Regions from separate parts of the Zea mays genome. Here all the other regions are linked to region 3. A link is a contact called in public Hi-C data. All regions are on one chromosome and are shown on one strand. The core of a region is the stretch at or near the end of the contact, and the rest is flanking DNA. Distances in the headings are between cores, read along the strand shown. Region 1 holds the start of LOC100193407 (MLO-like protein). Region 2 holds the start of LOC103629547 (probable E3 ubiquitin-protein ligase ATL44). Region 3 holds the start of LOC100280338.

What was found. Hi-C and Micro-C count contacts between places; a contact is called where the count stands out from the background.
Region 1: a contact with region 3 is called in a Hi-C map of leaf, with 7 times the contacts expected there. The contact joins the promoter of LOC100193407 here to the promoter of LOC100280338 in region 3. A contact is called at or near these places in 11 of 25 Hi-C or Micro-C datasets (bundle sheath, ear, endosperm and 4 more) and 1 of 3 datasets of contacts at active chromatin or transcription factors (leaf).
Region 2: a Hi-C map of leaf shows a contact between it and region 3, with 4 times the contacts expected there. The contact joins the promoter of LOC103629547 here to the promoter of LOC100280338 in region 3. A contact is called at or near these places in 11 of 25 Hi-C or Micro-C datasets (ear, endosperm, leaf and 1 more) and 1 of 3 datasets of contacts at active chromatin or transcription factors (leaf).

Annotation. Positions count from the first base shown.
Region 1 is chr6:91,645,627-91,650,219 of Zm-B73-REFERENCE-NAM-5.0, reverse strand. LOC100193407 (MLO-like protein) reads right to left here and starts at 2,763. Exons shown (of 9, transcript NM_001326567.1): 1 at 1,996-2,763; 2 at 1,864-1,924; 3 at 1,693-1,781; 4 at 1,543-1,617; 5 at 1,321-1,459. The coding sequence starts at 2,550. LOC100136882 (yellow endosperm 1) reads right to left here. Exons shown (of 6, transcript NM_001114652.2): 4 at 4,579-4,593; 5 at 4,292-4,484; 6 at 3,695-4,214. The coding sequence ends at 4,041.
Region 2 is chr6:91,664,223-91,668,370 of Zm-B73-REFERENCE-NAM-5.0, reverse strand. It overlaps LOC103629547 (probable E3 ubiquitin-protein ligase ATL44), which reads left to right and starts at 2,050. Exons shown (of 1, transcript XM_008650637.3): 1 at 2,050-3,187. The coding sequence starts at 2,425. The coding sequence ends at 2,991.
Region 3 is chr6:91,792,256-91,796,549 of Zm-B73-REFERENCE-NAM-5.0, reverse strand. LOC100280338 reads right to left here and starts at 1,318. Exons shown (of 41, transcript NM_001362453.1): 1 at 784-1,318; 2 at 608-708; 3 at 393-517; 4 at 207-300; 5 at 1-89. The coding sequence starts at 1,006.

The DNA of each region.
Region 1 (4,593 bases), core at 1,514-4,013, 150 kb after region 3:
TGAACTTCTCCCTTAGCATATCACCTGCAGCTAAAGTGTCAACCTCATGGCTATTGCCGTCGAAGGAGCAAACCACAGCCTTGTCAATCAGCTCGTCCCTGCGGCGACGGAAGGAGCCGGTCGCCGAGACCGAGCAGAAGGCACGCGATGGTCTTCCCCGGGGGTCTCCAGGGTAGCGAGCCTCCATTCCTCGGTCTCCCTGCACAACCTGGAGGTAGGATTTCTTGTGTATGGGGGGCGGTTGACTGAGTGGCGCCTTACTGCGTTGCTCATGGTTCCTACCGCAATGCTCAAGGTTCTTATGTAGATCGTCAGTCCATAGTCGTGCCTCATGGTAGGTAGGGGTCCTTGATGGTTGTTCGACTGGCTTAGGAAAAAACCCAGCAGCAGTGAATGTCCCCTGAGAGCTTTTCCGGTTGCAGTATCTCGCTCGATGTCCGGATTGAAGGCAAAGCCAGCAGCGCGAAGGAGCCTGGCAGCAAAAAGCTAGATGATCTGGTGAGAAGCAATTGTAACATTTGCCCTTTAGCTTCAATTTGAAAAGACCAGTGCCCTTCACGTCGAATTGATGATATTGCCGTGTTCGCTCAGTAGACGTCCAGCTCTTGCGCCACCAGTACCGCGGTCTGACCACCGACCAGTCCCCTTCAATGCCATCCGACGCAGCAGGGTATGGCCTCTGTCCATTCAAACGCGGCGCGGCATCGAGACCAGCAGCACGCCGATGTGACCAAACGTTGCCCGAATTCAAATCCCCTTCCGGCTTGCAGGAGAGCTGGAAATCCGGAGTGCGATCTGCACCCACCTCGGCCTTTCCAGACGCCAGGATACGCGGCATTGAAGTCTGCCGAAGAGGATCACCAAGAGCTGCCTGCACTGGACGCGGATCTGCTTTGGATTTTGATCTTGTATCCACCCGGGTCGTCGCATAGGAGCCATCGCCAGCTGCGGCGGACCATTGAAGCTTTGATTGATGAAATGGGACGCCCTTGTCTTGGGAATCATGAGCTTGCTTGGAGGAATCATCTCTGATAAGAGCCTGAGAAAGAGGGAGCTCCTTCGCCGTACTTACCGGGTCGCTGAGTGGGGAGTCCGTCGCGCGCAGGGCCGCTCCGCGCCCGCCGAGAAGGGAGGGGCGAGCCCAACCCGCGGCGGACGGAGGATCTCCCGGCGACTGGAAAGGAGGACCAAGGGAAGCGGCGGCGCCCTTCCCCATCCGCGCGGACCAAGGGAAGCGGCGGCACCCACTCCTTGATTGACGACCCTATTATTACCCTAGCTAAGCTAAGCTAGAGGAAGACGAAGATGGATATATATTACCATTGACATTGAGGAATAGGAAGATGAGAGCAGAAGCCCACAAAGGAGGGCTGATCCCCACGATCACCTTGAAGTCGTCCTCCAGAGACCGCTTGATGTACTTTTGGAAATCAAACTTGGTGCCAGGGGCCAGATGGACCTGCATACGATACATACATTGTTGTTGCTGCTGATTGCCAATGAAGAAGGAACGAACAAACAAGCTGGCGTGGCCCTACATACGTTGACAAAGCTGTGGCGCAGCGCGCAGTAGTCTGCCCGCCTGACGGACCTGAAGAACTGCCGGAAGAAGTTGCTCTGCAGGCAGCATCATCGATCGTCAGATGCAATGCAATAGACAACAATTCAGTAGAAAAGCATCATGAATCTTACGATGTAGAAGGATGCTGGGAACTTGTTGAGCACATTCATATGCTGCCTCACAAACGAAGTCTCGTGGGTGAACCTGAACCGCGTAGGGTCTGGGATACCAACCAATATAGATTTATGATATGATGAATGGACGTTGACAGTTCATGCAATGCAGCAGCATTCATATCCTACCGTTAGAGAACTCGTAGTCCTGCCCTGCTGCTTCCTTCTCCCACTCCTTCCACGCGCGTATCTGCATGGGCTCTTCCGTTCATTCCAATGCAAACATATATGCACACGACACATATAAAAATCGAAATTGACCTTGGCCCTGCCGAGCGCCATGGTGATGGCGCTGTAGGAGACGTGGAAGACGGCGAGGAAGAAGATGAAGATGTGCAGCTGGTGCAAGGCGTTGATGGAGATGAGCGACACCTTCCCCTCGGGGCACTTGGTCGCCATGCTCGCCTCCGCCAGCATCCTGCCGTTGTGCGCGTAGTAGGGCGGCGGCCAGTCCAGCACGCCCCCGAGATGCTCTGCTGCTGCGGCGGCCTTCTTCTTGCCAGGGACGGCGGCCTCCTTGAGCTTGCAGGGGAGCATAGTGTTGGCGGCGTGGTTGCTGATGCACACCTTGACGATGTAGTTCTGGCCGAACACGAGGAGGAGGGAGATGAAGCCCAGCACCATGAGCTCCGCCTTCACCTTCTCCAGGGCCTCCACCATGGCCTTCTTCTTGCGGTGGGAGAAGAACTCGCCCACGTGGTGGAGCCCTTTCTCCAGCAGGATGGAGATGAGCACGATCACGCCGCACACCGACGCCACCGCCCATGTCGGCGTCTGGTCCAGCTCCCGCGAGTTGCCGCCGCCGCCGCCCCCCATTAATTGTGTTGTTGATCGCCTTTGCTTATTGAATCTATCGAATCGACGATAACCTGGCCTAGCTAGCTACGTACCTAGAGGGGTGAGGGATCCGGTCGGCCGGGGGAGATGGCGGACGCTATACCTCCACGCCGGGAGGGGGATCGGAAGGAGCAGAGGAAGGAGGACGCCCGGCACGCAGTGTCGCCCAGCTTGCATGCGACCTACACGGACCTGATTACCATCCATTTCCATCTCCATGTCCATGCCCATGTCCGGCCGTGTCCATTTCCATTTTCCAAGGAGAGGCCGCGCGCAAACTCCGGACCTTCCTCCACCTGCTAGCAGGCCCAACCAACTCAATTCACGACCTTTTCAAGGCCCAGACTAACTATTTACGTGCGTGCGGCGTGCAGGCGGGAGCGCGGCTGGAACCTCCGCGCTGCCGCCACCGGACCGGAGTCGTCCCACCACGAACGAACAGTTGAACACGAAGCCAATCCGCCTCCGTAATCGCCGCCATTCGAGTGAGGCGAGTGCGGCGATCGGCCTCGCCACGCCCCACGCCGCCACGCGCTTATTGCTTTCGCCGACGAGTGACGGCCGTACCATTAGCGTTGGCCAGCTCCTCCACGGGGCGCGCCGTGTTGGACGGACCTATGGAATCGAGGTCAGTTTCCTACCCTATCTCGTGGACCCTCCCCCTCGAATGCCTCTTCTCACATACACACAGTTAGCTACTGCTGACGGATTCCTTGTTTAATAGTTGGAGTCGCAGGGGAGCACAATCCCCTATCATTTTCAGTCTGATGATCCCACCATCCTATCATGTAAATGCCAACTCATCTGTTTTTACATTGGCATTTACTTCTAGTAATCTTCCTACGATACCATTGGCATTTACATTGTTTTTCCCCCAAATCTGGGATGAGAAAAAGAAGGCAGTATACATGTTGGGCTCTTTCCTTGAGAGACATATATTGCTCCGAATAAGAGGCGAATGTTCCGTATCCATCTAGGGGGGTGTTTGGTTAGAGGGACTAAAGATTAGTCTCTAGTTTTTAGTCCCTTTTAGTCCCTTTTTTGCCAAACACTAGGACTAAAATATGGACTAAAATGATTTAGTCTTTAGTCCTTCACATAGGTGCTAAAAGAGACTAAAAGCTCATAATTATCATGTTGCCCTTACCTTTTTATAGATAACTAATATCATGAGTATATTCTAAGGGTATTTGAGTCTTTGGACAATGTATTTAATGACTTTAGAATCTATTTAGTCCCTAGAACCAAACATATAGGGACTAAAGTTTAGTCCTAGGACTAAAGTTTAGTCCTAGAACTAATTGAAACCAAACATGCCCTAGGTTGGCTGCGCGGCTCTTATCTGTTCTGTGCCTGATCCCAACAACAATTCACCAGGTTGTCTGTTTTTCATCAAGGCCTCCTGATGTTGCCCCATTTAACTTTCTATCTAGCCTAACCTGAACCTTGCATTGCAGCTTCTCTGGTGGCTAGGTCTGGCCATTTCTCAATGAACATGGGAGCAGTAGCGATTTTCCATATGCCACAGGAAGTGCTAGCAACTTCTTCCCTTTACCAACATACGCCCTCTTCGTGAAGTTGTTGTAGTCGTTGGCTTCGATCTCATCCAGGATCTGCCTGTACAACAACAGGGAAGCCCATACCTGCAATGGTAACAAAGAAAAGGAAGTGAGGATGCTGTGCTATACTGGGTGGGAAATGTGAAGTTGAGTGGACTTACTGGCCATCTGCTAGCCTGTGAGAGCTCAGTTACCCCTCTCTCTGCCTCCTCAAAAAACATCCTGGCCCTCTTGATCTGCCTCTTCATGAAGTTTCTCCACCGGTTCGTGACGACCCCTTTGAAGATGTCCTCATCAGAGAGCCCTGCCTGTGCAAGCTCATCTTGTGGTAAATATATCCTTCCTCTTCTAGCACTAAAAGACATGGTGACAGTCATATCATCACATCTGTGCTATTGAACACATGCATGTTCGTGCCTGTCGCAGGAAGAATATATATGTTACTTACTCCTCTCCAACATCC
Region 2 (4,148 bases), core at 801-3,300, 130 kb after region 3:
GGAGCTGTCAAAATCGATATATGATTTTTTAGAATATAGCGTAAAAATCTATGATTTTGTGCAACTTACACTATCCTCTAGTTGCCCACTTGTCATTGGCTCACACGGTTCTTCTTCTACCTCACGTAGATGAGTAGAGAGGAGCATGCGCGTCGGGCTGGAGGGGAAGCTGCAGGGTGGCTAGGAGAAGTAAGGGGAGAAAGTCGTGCAGGGTGTCGGCCACTAGGGAACAAGGGGGCTGCGAGCTGCTCCATCCGGGGAAGGTGCCGAGTGGGGGAGAAGAGGGAGAAGGAGCGCCAGCCATGGAGGGCACCTGCTATCCCTGCGCCTAGAACAGAGGAGAGGAAGGGGCCTCACGACGTGGGGAAGAAGGAGGAGCTTGGCGTGCGGCTTGGGATAGAAAGAGCCCGAAGAGGAAGCGGTGTGTGGGAGAAGAGAGAGGGTGGGCTGCCATTTATAGAGCAGGAGCTTTAGAGCATGCCGGCCAGCGTCAAACAGGTGGCGGGCGCTACAGTGCTGACCTTGGACGACGAGTTTTGGCCTTTTCTATTTGGATTCGGATCTTGGTCACTGTAGACAATCTTTTCTTTGATCTATAATATACATATCTTGTACAGGGCTTGAGGCTATTCGTGTATCGGTTAGAGAGATAATGACCTCTGAAAACATGTTTGTCACTACTATGGAAAACAGTGAAAACTGAGTGTCAAAATATGTCAAACGGAATCAGAAGAATATCATCTTTTAATATGTTGTGCCTCTATCAGTTATCAACAACTTTTATATTTAGGAAACTCAAGTTGTTTCACAAAATTTGGGAAACGCGTGACGTCAAACCGATCGACACTGATTCTCGACTTAGATGGATTCGAATCTTGAAATCAGATTTTTATTCCGTCTTGAGGACACTGTTTGAGATACTTAAAGATTGAATAAATGCTAGGTGTAATTGTAATATTTGTTGTATAACGTAGGTTCTACAACTTTTATTAAAGGTCAAACCTCGTATCTTGAATAAAATTGAAATTTCACTTTGGGCAAAGTAGTATCGTTATATAGATTCAAATTATATTTTAAGGCAATCGGAGTATTTTCTCGACATTTTCTTGACATTGATCCTTAATAACTTTTGTTGTAGAGTTCATATAGAGTTGTTTGAGCAAGATGGCCTAGCTTGGTTGAACTTCAAAATTTGCATTTGTTCAAACGAGCAATTTCAAGCAAGCATAGGATTTGTAATTTCATACAAATATTTGGTTCAAACTTTGAGAAATCTTTAAAATACACTTGATAGATAGAGATGCATAGGATATATAGATATCAAGTCGGTTTACATAAGAATTAATTAGAGGTTGACACAACAGAGATTCTGCTAGAGAATGTGGATTCAGATTAAATAGTCGGACATAGATCGAAAGTTGAGAAATCGGATTCGGACACAGGTCGAATAACAATTGTCGAGAGTTCTAATAAATGAGTATGGACAGGATTTGCGAGATGAGATTGACTTTCGAATTTGCATTTGCTTCAAGAAACAAAAGTTTTAACATGCTCCAAATCTAGCCTTTCTCGAGATCAATTAACTCGTACTTCGGTGAAACATTCACGATTAACTTGATAAAAGGATATAGATGCGATCGAGAAATAGAAATTTTCACTGAGCATCTAAGCTAGGACAAATCTCTCGACATAACAGGAAATAAACACCCGGGGTGTCACACGATTAGAGTGCGGGGTGGATGCACACGCGAGGGCGTCAGCTGCGTTGGCAACCATCGGAGGTGCACGTGAGATGGGCGGGGGTGTTGCGGTGCGGATGCGTCGGAGGCGGGCATTGGAGGCGCGTGAAGCGGATGACGCACGAAACCGTCCATGCACGAAATTGCTGCATTATAACAATAGAGATATATATTATATGCTAAAAATCATAATAATTATATTTTTAATAAGATGAGACAATCAAATTTGAGATTAAAAAGTCAAATAAATTATAAATTAGAATGTAGAGAATAATTAATATATAGGAAATCATCGGTCAACAAAGCAAGTGGTATGCCCGCTTTTAAATTATGCACGTGCTAGCGGTGTTGCACTTTGTACAGCCACAAAAACAGTTGTTACCAATAACCACTAGCAGCACAGCAGAATATTGTTCACTACTGTTTTCGTACAGCTCGTCGGGTGTACGTACGAAATTTTTTTAATATATATTATTAAATTTCTTTTTTTTTTGGGGTACAAAAGGCTGTTATCCTTAGAAGCGAATCCTTCGGTTGGGCCCACCTCGACCCTCAGCCGCCGGCGGGGAGCTCTATAAAAAATCCATATCACCCGGTCGCCGCTGCCTTGCTCGCGGTCTTTTCCAACCACCATCCGCCGATCCACAGCCACCCCACACCAGTTCCCGAGCAGAGCGAGCGCCCCATGCCGCGTGCCACGGCGAGCCTCCGCCTGCAGGCAGCGGCGTCGTCCACCTCCACCGCGACCCCAAGAGAGCAGCAGGCGTCGTCCTCATCCTCGTCATGGCCTGTTCCACCACCGCTTCCCCAGCAGCCGGCGGTGTCGGTGAACTCCGACACGGTGATGATCCTGGCGTCCTTCCTGTGCGCGCTCGTCTGCGTGCTCGGCCTCGCCCTCGTCTCCCGCTGCACCTGCCGCCCCGCCTCGTCCTCCACCGCCACGGGGATCCCGCAGCAGGCGAGGCCTCCGAAAGGACTCAAGAAGAAGGCCATCGACGCGCTGCCCACCGCGCCATTCACCGCTGCCGCCTCCTCCGACTGCGCCATCTGCCTCGACGAGTTCTCCGACGGCGACGCGCTGCGCGTGCTCCCCCGCTGCGGCCACGCCTTCCACGTCGCATGCGTCGACGCCTGGCTCCGCACGCGCGCCACCTGCCCCTCCTGCCGCGCCGGAATCGTCATCGCCCACCAGCCGCTCATGGCCGCAAGTCTGTCTCCTGGATATCTTGACCCGTCCGTCGTCTCTATCTAGCTAGCTGTTAAAATACCCAATCCTTTGCTCCCTCCTTGTAAATTACTTTTGCAAACCTTTTGTTTTATTTTAACTGTAAATATTTGAAGAATATATATATTAATGCTCGACGGCATGTCGATTTCAGTGCTTAATTAGGAGTGGAATTCTGTAAAGAATGTTTTGGTGCGAAAAGGAAGGAAACCAACTTTCTTCAGTCAATGGCTCCATCATTGCCTTGGACTTGAGCAATAGAAGTTCGCTGAGCTACTGCTACTGCTATCTAGCCTGCATGAATTGTTCAGCAAATTCAAACTAACGGTCAAAATAAACAAAGCTCTGGCTCATCCAAATCCAATTTAATTAATGGTCGAAATACTCTGCATGGAAGTACGCCCGCCTTTGAGTTCATCGTCTGCAGAAAAAATGGCAAGAGCAACCAGGAATGAAATAGGTAGTAGCGAAATCAGGAACTTACAACTTTCGAGCTTCACTTCTCACAGCAAGGATGCGAAAAATTACACGCTACACTTTGATCAAGTAATAATGTATATTACTCATCTGTTGAAAATCATTTTGATCAAGTACTAGACTGTTGCGAAGTCAACATGAATCAGTATATAGTTAAATGGCTGTCCTGCTAGTTGTTTTGTTTATATCAAGAACTTTTTTTTAGATAATGGGATAGAGTGTTCCCAGCCTACATCACGAAAATGACGGCCTGTCACGCCAACACAAGACCAACAAATCCAACTCAAATGACGGCCTGTCACGCCAACACAAGACCAACAAATCCAACTCAAAGAGCCACAAGCGGCGATACAAACCCCAAACGTAGTTGGGTGGACAGCGAAAAGTAAAAACAAAACTCACAGAGCAATCCTATTACTAAACTGCCACCCATGAAAAGCGAAGATCTGCATCACCGTCGTCTCAAGCTTCCTGCAGGCTTCCCTGATGACCTTGGCGTCTTCCTCATGCCTTTGAAGTTGCGCCCAGAAACGACACCAGTAAGTTCCTCTGTAAAGTACCTGCATGTAAGTTTTGATCGGACTTTTATTAAAAACCACATCATTCCTACTTAGCCAAATTGCCCAGCATATGGCTATAGCCCCTACTAGAATCTTTAGTATATCCTTGGGGGAGAATCCCCGGGCCCAAAGATTAAAAAGATCATA
Region 3 (4,294 bases), core at 69-2,568:
TGACCAGTACTTTCAGGATCAAGCGGGAGAATGTTATAAGGTACGTACAACTTTTTCTTTTCTTCAACCTTATTGTGTGTATCCAAAATCTGTGCAGCAAAAAAAACGAGCAGGATTCACAGTCACTGTTGATAAAAGTCAAGGTGTGCCAATGCGAAGAAAGAAAGAAAACAGAGATCAGCATACAGCGGAGATGAATGGCATACCGCTTGATCGACTTCAACGGACTGCGAGACATTAACGGCCCTCAAGACCTCAAACAAGACAGCAGCTGTCTGGTACGCTTTAGTGAGCAGTGCTCTGGGGAGACAGAAAGGCAGAGCGTGAAGGGCGGAGCACCGAGCGAGCGGCGAAGGCACGAAGCGTCGCGGGAAAAGAGTCTGCTCACTCACCGGTCAGCCTTATCAGCAGCATGCTGCAGTGCCTGGATGTACTTCTTGTAGTATTCGCGGTAGAAGCGCTGCATCTCCCGAGCATCGCTCTGGTGGACCCTTCCCTTGAGCGTGGGATCATTTTCCTGGAGAAGCGCAGAGGTGTACAGAATCATGGGCAGGTTGTGGAGGTGTGTGCGAATATGTGGCGAGTTTTAAGTGCAACTACTACGGACCCTCTCAAGCCTCTGCAGAAGTGCGGTCTTAAACTGACGAACACCACGGCCACTGGATGTCGGGTCGAGGCGGTGAGCCTTCTCGAAAGCGTAGAAGCGACCTGGAGCAAACGAGGAATCGGATCGGAGCGCTAGTAGTAGTAGTAGTAAGTAGCGCAAGAGAAGGAATTACTTACAGAGGTAGGCGACGCGCGGGTTGGTGGCCTCGACCTCGTTGGCGACGCGGAGGATGGGTGCGATCTCGACGAGCGAGGACGGCACGACCTCGCTGTCGAAGATGGACTCGCCGAGGTTGCCGACGGTCTGCGTGCGCAGGAGGCGCCTACCGGTGGAAGGGGACGGCGAGGGGGCGGGCGAGGACGAGGACACGTCCGCCGTCCTCCGCCCCGGCGCCGCCATCCCGCTCCCGCGTCACCTCACTCACTCCGCAGCAGCTAGCACGGAATCGGATCGGATCTCCCCGTCTGGGTCTGGCTGTCCCTCGCCAGCACGGGAATGCGTCAGCTCACTCCCTCCGCAGATAAGCTTGCCTTTTGGATACTGTAGTAGTCTAGAGTAGATAGGTACTGGGACGGCGCGTGGAGATGGAACGAAACCCTAGATCAGATTTGGCAAGAGAGCAGCAGTGGGGATGGAGGGAGAGGGAGCAGCCAGAGAGCAGCAGTGATGAGCAGGAGGAGGGATGGGGGGAATGAAAGGTGTTTGATTTTCAAACTTTTTTTTCCTTCGGTTGGACCGTGGGCAGAGACAAAGCGGCCTGGGGTTCTACGATTTTGCCACTAGGGTTTATGCACTGCACTGCACCGCACCTGCACGGGACAAGGAGTTACAGAGTGAGAGCCAGTGGCCCCATGCATTGAGGCGTGACCTGCTGGCGAATTGGCTGGGCCCAAGCCCAACCCAACAAGATCGACAAGCCAGCCCATGAGCCCACCGAATAGATCACCGGGTCCGGGGCAGTTGCACCCTTTGGGGCTGGTCACAAGTAAATTGGAGGGATCGAGGAATCTCTTTGGGATCTTTCTTCATACATTATCTTTAATTTTCTGGTCACTAAACCAGTTATGGGCGTGAACTTTTTAGAGAGTGTTTGAGTAACTTGACATTAAATTTTGAAGTTATGAATATTAAATATATAGTTAATTAGGTTTAATAAATTTGTCTCGTCTTTTAGTCTTAATCTGTGTAATTAATTTTATAATTAAACTATGTTTAATACTCGTAATTATCAAGAGGGACTAAACTTTAAGAGCGTGGAACCAAATACCCCCTTAGATGCATGATGATAAAGTCATGGAACAAAGATGCATGCACGCTTCATTCTCACCCATACATGAACCAAATATCTTGTATATGTTTCTTGTCTCGCAGAGAAAATGATTGGCAAAAGCTGAAACTAAAGTAGGTAGCTTCGGAAGATTCAACAACTCGGTTTCATCTTTCCCGAGTTTACATATGGTTCCACTTCCACGCGGTGCAAAGGAAGCCCATCCAATTGCAATCTCTCTCTCTATCTATCTATCTATTTGTCTCTCTCTCCCTCCGGCGTGTTGACGTGTGTCAGGAGCGGATGCGAAAAGGCCTGATAGCGCCCCGTGCGCTTGTCCGTGTGTTGGCACGCAACTCTTGTGCAGCAGCTACCTTTTCGAGCCCGAAATTTCAATTGGATTCAACGGAGGGAGTTGTGTTGCGTCTTCCTTCCCTTTTCTCCCTCCCGGTGCATGTTCCCTGGCTGGACCAACTCCCACTGCCACCGCGACTGCCAGACTCTGTCATCTCGCCATCGCGGCGACCTGTCAGAGTCCATCACATATGCCAAGCATGTAAGGCTCATTGCCCTCTGTCGATTTGCTTGCTCCCCGGTCCACATTCCTCTACTCTCATGAAACCCTTAACCTAAAACCCACCTCTTCCCCGAGCCATCCCCTCCTCGCGGTGATGGCAGAGGCGACGCTCTCCTCCCACATCTCGTGTTGCCTGGCACCACCGAAGGTGGCTGAAGCGCCACAATGCTGCTGCATCTCCCTCCACCCCGATTGCAGCGTGGTCGGCGCGTCGTCTCCCCTAGCCATCCCCTCCCCTAAGGAGGAAGCTGGAGTAGATGCACGCCTGTCGCCTGCGTGGTGTCGCTGCCCGTGAGCATGGGTTGTCATTCGTTCTTCAGTTTTTCTAAGACACCGAGCACGTGCACATCCCCGCAGTCTAGATGCTCGACCTCGACATTTGTGTTTCCCTGACTCATGGATGAATTTCATTATTTGTTTTTACTAGGCTAATGATGGAATTCTTTTTTTGGAAGCTGATGTCAAGAACATGTTTGCATCTTGAATATATACAATGCGGTTTCAGAGAGTTCTATATCTGAATAAGTTTTACCTCACAACGAATTAATTATTGTTCTATGCGTCCATAAATTCACATTGTCTGAATATATACAATGCAGTTTTAGCATAGTCCTGCATTTGATCAATACATGCCTTACAATGAATTATATATTGTTTTGTGTGTCCCTAGATTTACGATGCCTAAAAATATGGTATTGAGGTGCTTTGAAGGACCTGATCTCAACAAAGGAGAAGAGCCACAAACCATGTACAACCGACTCAATACAATGGTGAACCAAGTCCTCAACCTTGGGATCACCAAGTGCAACGACCACGACATCGTCAAGCTAATCCTAAGGTCACTTGTATTTCGCAATCCGACACAAGTGCAATTAATTCGTGAAAATCCTAAGTATGAAGAAATGTCTCTCGATGAGGTGATTGGAAGTCTGTGAGCTTTTCACTTATGGTCAAAGACTCCTAACACATCAGGGACATGGATCATGGTGCCACCTTTAGTCCCGAGCCATCACCCGTTGCATTCAAAGCAACGGAAGAAAAGGAGGAAACTACACCAAGCAAGGGGCTCCAAATCGACACCTCCAAGCTTGATAATGAGGAGATGGCTCTAATCATTGAGAGCTTCCGGCAAATCCTCAAGCAACGGAAGGGAAAGGAGTACAAACCCCATTCTAAGAGGGTTTGGCGGTTTGCTACCGGTGTGGTAAGTTCGGTCACTATATTGCAAAATGTCCATATGCTAGTGACAATGACATGGAAGAGGACAAGAAAGCAAATAAGAAGATGGAGAAGAAGTACTACCTCAATAAGAAGGGCGACGAGGTGCATGTTGTGAGAGTGTGGGACTCTGATGAGAGCTCCACCGACTCCTCCAACGAGGACGCCGCCAACATCGCCGTCAACAGGGGACTTCCCTTTCCCAACGTCGGCCACAAGTGCCTCATGACCAAGGAGAACAAAAGGAAGGTACAACCTAGAATCACCCAAAATATACTACTTTTGATTATGAGGGTGATTCTATCAATAATGAAGAAGATTTGTCTTTGCTTTTTAAAGGCCTTAGCTTCAAATAAATTGAGAAAATCAATGAGTTAGTAAAATCCATTAACGAGAAGGATGAACTCTTGGAATGCCAAGAGGATATACTTATTAAGGTAAATGAAAAAAATTGTGAAGCTAAAAGATGCTTTAGCTCATGAGAAGGGAAAATGCAAAAAAATGACAAATGAGCTAAAATCTTGCAATGGTTCAATTTCATGTCTTAAATCTGATGTCGCTTTGATTGCTAAGATTGATGAATTGAATGCTTGCCATGTTTCTACCTCTATCATTGATCATGTTA